Regions from separate parts of the Mus musculus genome. Here region 2 is linked to region 1. Evidence: chromatin contacts called from public Hi-C data. All regions are on one chromosome and are shown on one strand. Each heading gives the region's core, a stretch centred on a gene start, on an enhancer-like site or on the middle of the called end of the contact. The rest is flanking DNA. Distances are from core to core; before and after follow the strand shown.

Region 1 (3,460 bases), core at 425-2,924:
AAATAGGTGCCTCACTAAAGCAAGCCTACAGATGGCAGGTAATCATTTGAAAAGCTGCTCACCATATTAGTAATTAGGAGAAATGCAAATTAAAGCTGTGGTAATAGACTGCTCTAATAAACCTTTAGAACAGCAAAAATTAAAAGACTCTATCAGGTTAGCAACACGCCAGCAACCGCAGCAGCGATTACACTGTCGGTGGGAATGTAAAATGGTACGGCCATTTTGAAAACCAATCTGGCAATATTTTGAAAATTAACATTCACCCAGCATCCCTCCAGTCATACCACACCAAGAGAAATGAAGGTGTATATCCATGACTAAACTCATACCGAATCGTCTTAGCAACTTTTATTGTAACACCCCAAACTGGAAACAACCTGAACAATAAATTGTGGCTGGGGTACGCAGTGGGATGCGGCTCAGTATTCAAATGAACAAAGAATTGGTTCCTGTAATAGCTTACACGAATCTCAAACGATTATTCAGAGTGAAGGAATCCAGATAGAAAGAAAATACTTTGTAATTATATTTATACAGAATTCTCTAAAGTACAAGCTCGTTTTTGTGACAAAAAGCAAATCAGGAACCTCATGAACGAGCGGGGTCTAAGGAGAGCATGCTCGGTGGCTTAGTTGCGATGTTCCAGTGTCCCAGATGACGACGGTCAAAGTACACCGGCTTGTACACCTTCTAGAGGGGCCGTTTACTGTATGTGAAATGTAATTTGGTGTGGGACTGTCTGAAGAACATCCAGAGAGTCAAAAACATTGCCCGTGAAAGAATGCTGCTTGGACACAGTGGGCTTCTAAAGACAGCCCGTGAGAGCCCCCCCCGGGGGGTGTGGCCCGCGCATGCGCACTGGGTGGGCAGGGAACCCCGTCTTCTAGGAATGAGAGACATGCTGAAGAAAACTCACCACCAATAAAGGGCTGATGAAGTTTAAACTCCAGGGAGGGATTATGGGAGGAAAGGGCAAACACCATGGTGTAAATTTAGGTAAGCACTAAATTTACCACCCACAAGGCAGTGTTGTCCAATTAGCATTGGCATCATCCCAAGCAATGATATTATATATTATGTTGCCAGTTAGTGATAGAATCTAGACAGGAAGAGTGTCAGGAGCCATTATTGTACTTTTCCTGTGTTATTTGGTAGTAGTACAGATCCGCTGATGCCCATGTGAAGTTAAATGGGCAGGGGAAATTTCTAGGTTAATTATTCCAAGAAAAGAAAGTGCATGTAAAGGACATAACTTAAAGACTCTCAGAAGAGTCTAGACGGATGGTTCAGTGGTTAGGAGCGCCTGGTGCTCCCGCGGAGAACCCAAGTTCAATGTCCAGAACTCAAGCCGTTCAGAACTGCCTGTACACCTCCAGGGGGCTCTTCTGCCCTCTTGTGGACTTCCTGTGTTCCTGCACTTGCATGCGCACATAGATGCCCCTACGTTTATACAAACGATTTAAATCTTAAACAAAACAAAACCCAAAACACTGAACAGAAGCAAAAATGCAATGAGAGGTGGAGGAGCAGAAAAATACATGCAGGCAAAAATAACGTTGAAGGAAGGCCCACAGTATCTGGACCAAACAGTGGCATGTAGTGACACTGAAGGCAGGGAGCCATTCCTCATAGAAACAGTGCGTGGTGCTCCCTCCAAGTGCTCTCATATTACAAAGAGACTTCCTGCCAGTTGCCCTGTGTCATCTGCACTGATGTCACAAAGGAAGAAGCTCACTCCACAGCACAGATCACAGCAGGAGCACCAAACAGTGTGAGCTGCTCAGGACTTGTATTTATTTATCTTTGGTTTTTCAAGATGAGGTTTCTCTATGTTACCCTGGCTGTCCTGGAACTCACTGTGTAGACCAGGCTGGCGTCCAACTCATGAGATCCACCTGCCTCTGCTTCCTGAGTGCTGGGATCAAAGGTGTGCGCCACCACCATGGCCCTGACACTCAGCCTTTTTAAAAGCCAGTTTTACTTAATTGTAGCAGGAACAGGGCCGCCTCTGTGTAAACGCTGGGTGCGTGCAGCTGCAAAAGCATCTCCTGCAGGAGGACCTAATTGAGGACTGCCTGAGAGAACAGGGATTGCTGGTGCAAACAGTGCCAGCCAATCAGGAGCTGCTGTTTAGAATAGGTGCTTTCTTGGGACCACTGGGGATGAGGGGACCAGTGGGGATGGAGGGTGCTAAAGGAGCTTGCAGCAGTGCTCAGATGAGCTTGCTGCAGCGTTTCTCAGGGAGTCTGTGTCGTTGACTCTGCGCCAACTCACCCCCAACCCCTAAGGGCAGGTAGGGTCAGGCAGAGAACTGTCCAGGGCACAGGCAACACTTAATGCTATTGGTGAAACTGTCTTAAGTTTATTAGGTGTTGGCCTTGGATATGGTCATTTTCCCCAAGTGTGGTGTGGTAAAACATGGAACCTACCTGTCTCGAGGCTGTGTGCTCTTGTTGGCCTGTAAGATGAGCAAGCTGCTGTTTGGACATACTCTTCTGGTGAAGAATGATTCATAGGCAAACGATGACTCTGCATTATCTAGGGTTGGGCATGGATGGCCTTTTCTCAGAAATGAAAGAGGTGAGCCTGCTGTCCCAAAGGAAGCCACCAACTGTGTGTAGCAATGACAAACCTCAGCTTTCAAGTGATCAGAGTCATGGAGAACTTGTATATGCTGCTGTTGTGTGACTTTTTCCAGGGAGACCTGAAGACATGAATTTACCCAAGATGGGTCACCTCTGTATCTAGCATCCCACCCCTCCCTCAGGACCACGTGCAGCTGGGAAAGGAGGATGAAGATGGTGAACAGAATGCCAGGGAGAGAGTTTAGGGACCCTTTGTTACACTACCATAGGCCTTGCTGCCACTGAATTTTGCTTGTTCTGTTCCCTCCTTTGTGGGGCCAAGGTATTGTATAGGTCAGGCCATCTGTTCTGTGATGGACTGTCATGTTATGCCCAGAGGGGATGACTGTATCACAGCAGCTGCCACAAGCTCCGTTGTTTAAGTCCCTTTCTGTTATGATGGGTAGTGATACTAACACGTGTGGCTGTGTGGTGTGATCACTGCGAGACCTGGGAAGACAGCCATAACCTGGAGGAGCAGTGATGCCCACCCTCCACCTTTAGGAATCTACAGACCCGTGCAGTTAAGCGAGCATCATAGATTTTAATTATATGGATCCTGGGAGTGCTCTGATACCTACTGGTCCAAAGTTGCATTGTTAAATTAGATTTTAGTTTTAGTTTGGGTTAGCATCCAAGACCATCCGTGGCCCTGTGGAGAAGTTAATTGTAGAACTCTGTAAGAGGTCGATTGCATCTGCCTGTTCAAAATAGTGATTTGTAACGCCGAGTGAATGCAGAAACCCATTAGAACCAGGTGCCTTTTATCAACTTTCTTGACTTTGGGGCACAGCACCTGACGGAACCGTCCCTAGGGAGGAAGTAGTTATTCA
Region 2 (3,460 bases), core at 342-2,841, 62 kb before region 1:
GGCTTCTGAGAAGTCCAAGAAGCAAGACATACACAGATTTTTGCCCTAAGTTCTAAAGTGTGCCAGTATAGACTAGTGTGCATGGCACTATGGCTTCTGCTTTTCTGAGACATGTTTTTTAGATTTGTCTAAATTTTTATTTGTGCGTGAGTACGTGGCACCAGTATATGTCTGTGCACTCATGTGTACAGTGCCTGAGAACTACAGAAGAGGGCGTTGAACTTCCTGGAAATGGGGCTTAAGATGGTTGTGAGCTGCCGGGTGGGTGTCAGGAAGAGCAGCTTAACCACTGAGCCATCCATCTCTCCAGCCCCCAAATTGACCTTTTGTTCATTTCTACATTATTTGTTCCCTGGGCCCCTCTTCTCCCCTCAGCTCTCCTGCCTTCCCTCCCTTCCTCCTGTTTCTGAGACTTTGTATCCCACACGTGGCCCTTCAAGCCTTTGTCCTCTAAGCTCAGCCTCCCGAGAGAGGGGAGGCTCTCGGGTGTTTGCCCTGCGGTGTCATCACCTGCTGATCGGCCCTGCTTTGCTCAGGTTGCAGATGAGTACATGCTTTCCCTGGAGGAGAATAAGAAGACCAAGGGTCGCCGCCAGCCCTTGAGCAAGCTCCCACGCCACCACCCACTCGTGCTGCAGGAGTGCGGCAGCGATGACGGTAAGTCGTCTCCTCTCTTCACTAGACGGAAAGCGGGTCCCCACAGCGAGCCTTGCCCTCACCGGGCGTCAGAGGTCAGGGGTGGGCGTGGGCCCAGGGCCCAGGACAGTTCAGAGCTGGTGGGCTGTGTGATTGTACGCAGCCTCTTTCTTTTCTCTTCCTAGGAGGTACAAGGTTGGTTTTTCAGGATAGTAAGTTGCGTCAGTGATACCAAGCTCTGTGCATGCACAGCTGGCTAAGATATGTGCCTGCCCTCAAGGTGCCCACCGAGGAGTGGGGTTGCCAGCTAAAGGGATGTAAAGAAAGGAGCCCTATCCAAGCTGAGGGGACAGCAGGAATGAGACGGGGAATGGGGGTGCAGGCAGGGGAGCTGCCGGGCAGTGCTGCCTAGCTCAAGCTGGAGGACACCGCTGCCGCCTGAACTGAGCTGAGGGGCAAGGCAGGCGTGGGGCTGGCCGTCCACAGCTCCTCTCACGAGCCTACTGAGGCTGTCCTCACACGCAATAGGGAACCGTGGAGGTGTGTTTGAAGAAGGGGAGCACCACAGTGGGGTTGGCATTGGAAGGACTGCTCCCAGACACCACTGGGCCCGGATGCTGGTGGGGTGGGAGAAGCGGAAGTAGTGAAGACGGCGCCAGCCGGATTGGGCAGCAGTCTGCAGAGCTGGAAGGGTAGACCACAGGGAAGAAGATGAGTTGATGGCCTCATCTTTGTGTCCTAAGGCTTTTGGCTTCAGAAACCCAAGGTTACTGTGGATAGAGAAAATTGATGTGGGAAGACATCGATGTGGAGGAGTATTTTTAAATGAAAGGGTCTCACTCATCAAGAATGCCTAGAAGCTTGAGCAGGGGCTGGAGGTGGGACAGAGGAGCAGAAGAGCCTGGGGAGGAGACAGAAAGGGGAACTAAGAGATCTGTGCAAGAAGAACTAGGAAGTGTAGCTTCGAAGCGCATCTTGACAACAGCAGGGAGTGGTCATCTCAGTTGCCTGGAGCAGCAGGCTGGTGCTGGCAGGCCTCCCAGGTACTGGCTCGTGCATGCTTGTGGAACCAGAGCCACTTGGACTGCTGACTCTCCAGTGCGGAGCCCCTCTCCTCCTCTCCTCTCCTGTGACATGCTGTCACAGCTCATCTCTCAGTTTTCCTCTTAGAAAGTATGGGACAGCCTGGGCACAGGGACAGCCTACAGGCCCTGGGATCAGAAGTGGCCAGACTCTGAGTCTTGTCCCAGCTGTCCCTCTGAGTCTGTGCTCAGAGAGCTTCTGCCTCTTGTATGATTTCTTCCCTTGATGCTTTAAAACGACCCAGGTTAGCCAGGCAGGTGTGCCACACGCCTTTAATCCTAGCACTTGGGAGGCAGAGGCAGGCAGATTTCTGAGTTCCAGGCCAGCCTGGTCTACAGAGTGAGTTATTTTTTTTTTTTTAAGATTTATTTATTTATTTTATGTAATGTATATGAGTACACTGTAGCTGTACAAATGGTTGTGAGCCTTCATGTGGTTGTTGGGAATTGAATTCTTTAGGACCTCTGCTCGCTCCGGTCAACTCCACTCTCTCAGTCCCTGACTGCTCCGGCCCAAAGATTTATTTATTATTATACATAAGTACACTGTAGCTGACTTCAAACGCACCAGAGGAGGGGTCATACGGGTGGTTGTGAGCTAGTTCTTAGACAGCCAAGATTACACAGAATAAAAAACCCTGTTTCAAAAAGGCAAAAACTAACCAATCAGACAAAAAGACACAGACCGTAGGGAAAAAAAGTTTCCAAGAGGCAAAAGAAAAATTATCCAAAGAGGAGTTTGTGAATACTGAGAGCACACACTTCCAGCCCAGGTGTGAATTGTTGTCTGAGTATGTCTTTTTGGAATTATGTAACTGATGTCATCTGTCTCTACTTTTTGTGATAAGCAGTGTTCAGTCATGGCAAAGTGAAAGGAGACTCTGTGTGGTCCCCCCCATGTGTTCATTGCTATCAGAACTTTTACTGTGAGTTTGTCTGCTTTCTTTCTGCTGGTACATTATGGACACAGGGTATAGTATAGCCCAGGCTGTGGTATAGCCCAGGCTGTGGTATAGCCCAGGCTCGCCTTGAGCTCCTCCTGATCTTCTTCCCTCCGCTTTCAGGTGCTGCTCTGGCAGCTTCGGCTTCTCCTGGACACCTGCTGTGTCCCTGAGAGGAGGATGTGGTTATCTGGTCTCTTCACTGTTCTCATTTATTTTTGAGACAGGGTTTCTCGGTTTAGCCCTGGCTGTCCTGGAACTCTGTAGACCAGGCTGGCTTTGAACTCAGATCCACCTGCCTCTGTCTCCCAAGTGCGTGCTGGCTCGCGCTCTCTCTCTCTCTCCCTCTCTCTCTCTGTCTGTCTGTCTGTCTCTCTCTCCTCTCTCTTTTTCTGGCTTTTTAAAAAGGCATTTTTATCTGAATAACAACATTTTCAGTGCGATGCACACGTCTTGACTATAAGGCTCCGTGAAGCTTTACATATGTAAACTGTTAGAATTCTGATCTCTGCAATTTTCACTTAACACAGTGGAAGTCTCCCCTTGGCATTCAGTGTTCACATATGTCATGGTTTGGGCCACTTTTGGCTTCGTGAGTAGAGCAGATGTCAGTATGTGAAGACGGGTCTATGAGCTTGTCTATTTCTGTCCCTGCTGTACTATCTTGGTCCCTCATGTTGGGGTCAGGCACTCTGGGCTCTTAGAGGCTGTCTGGCTCGTTCACACTGACCTCCTTACGCTACAGTGGCCCTTCACAGGGGCTGGCTGTGCACAGTGGCAGCTGCCAGGTCCCTGTAGATG

Evidence for each region. Hi-C and Micro-C count contacts between places; a contact is called where the count stands out from the background.
Region 2: a Hi-C map of ECoMG myeloid progenitors shows a contact between it and region 1, with 1.6 times the contacts expected there. The contact joins two enhancer-like sites. A contact is called at or near these places in 7 of 39 promoter capture datasets (the 3T3-L1 cell line, the C10 cell line, embryonic stem cells and 4 more), 1 of 15 datasets of contacts at CTCF or cohesin (the NIH/3T3 cell line), 41 of 484 Hi-C or Micro-C datasets (the AML12 cell line, the BV-2 cell line, the C10 cell line and 24 more), 4 of 115 datasets of contacts at active chromatin or transcription factors (bone marrow-derived dendritic cells, embryonic fibroblasts and embryonic stem cells) and 4 of 9 other capture datasets (adipose tissue, embryonic stem cells, liver and 1 more).

Annotation. Positions count from the first base shown.
Region 1 is chr4:118,088,050-118,091,509 of GRCm38.p6, reverse strand. The region is part of intron 2 of St3gal3 (ST3 beta-galactoside alpha-2,3-sialyltransferase 3); the gene reads left to right. Among named protein-coding and RNA genes, the nearest start is that of St3gal3, 45 kb to the left of the region's middle. Within about 2 kb of position 1,674, at least 13 of the 459 cell types and tissues checked have an H3K27ac peak or open chromatin away from gene starts, as enhancers often do. A contact at or near this core is called in ECoMG myeloid progenitors, where this site is marked.
Region 2 is chr4:118,150,387-118,153,846 of GRCm38.p6, reverse strand. Kdm4a (lysine (K)-specific demethylase 4A) reads left to right here. Exons shown (of 22, transcript NM_001161823.1): 12 at 537-657. Among named protein-coding and RNA genes, the nearest start is that of St3gal3, 17 kb to the right of the region's middle. Within about 2 kb of position 1,591, at least 70 of the 459 cell types and tissues checked have an H3K27ac peak or open chromatin away from gene starts, as enhancers often do. A contact at or near this core is called in ECoMG myeloid progenitors, where this site is marked.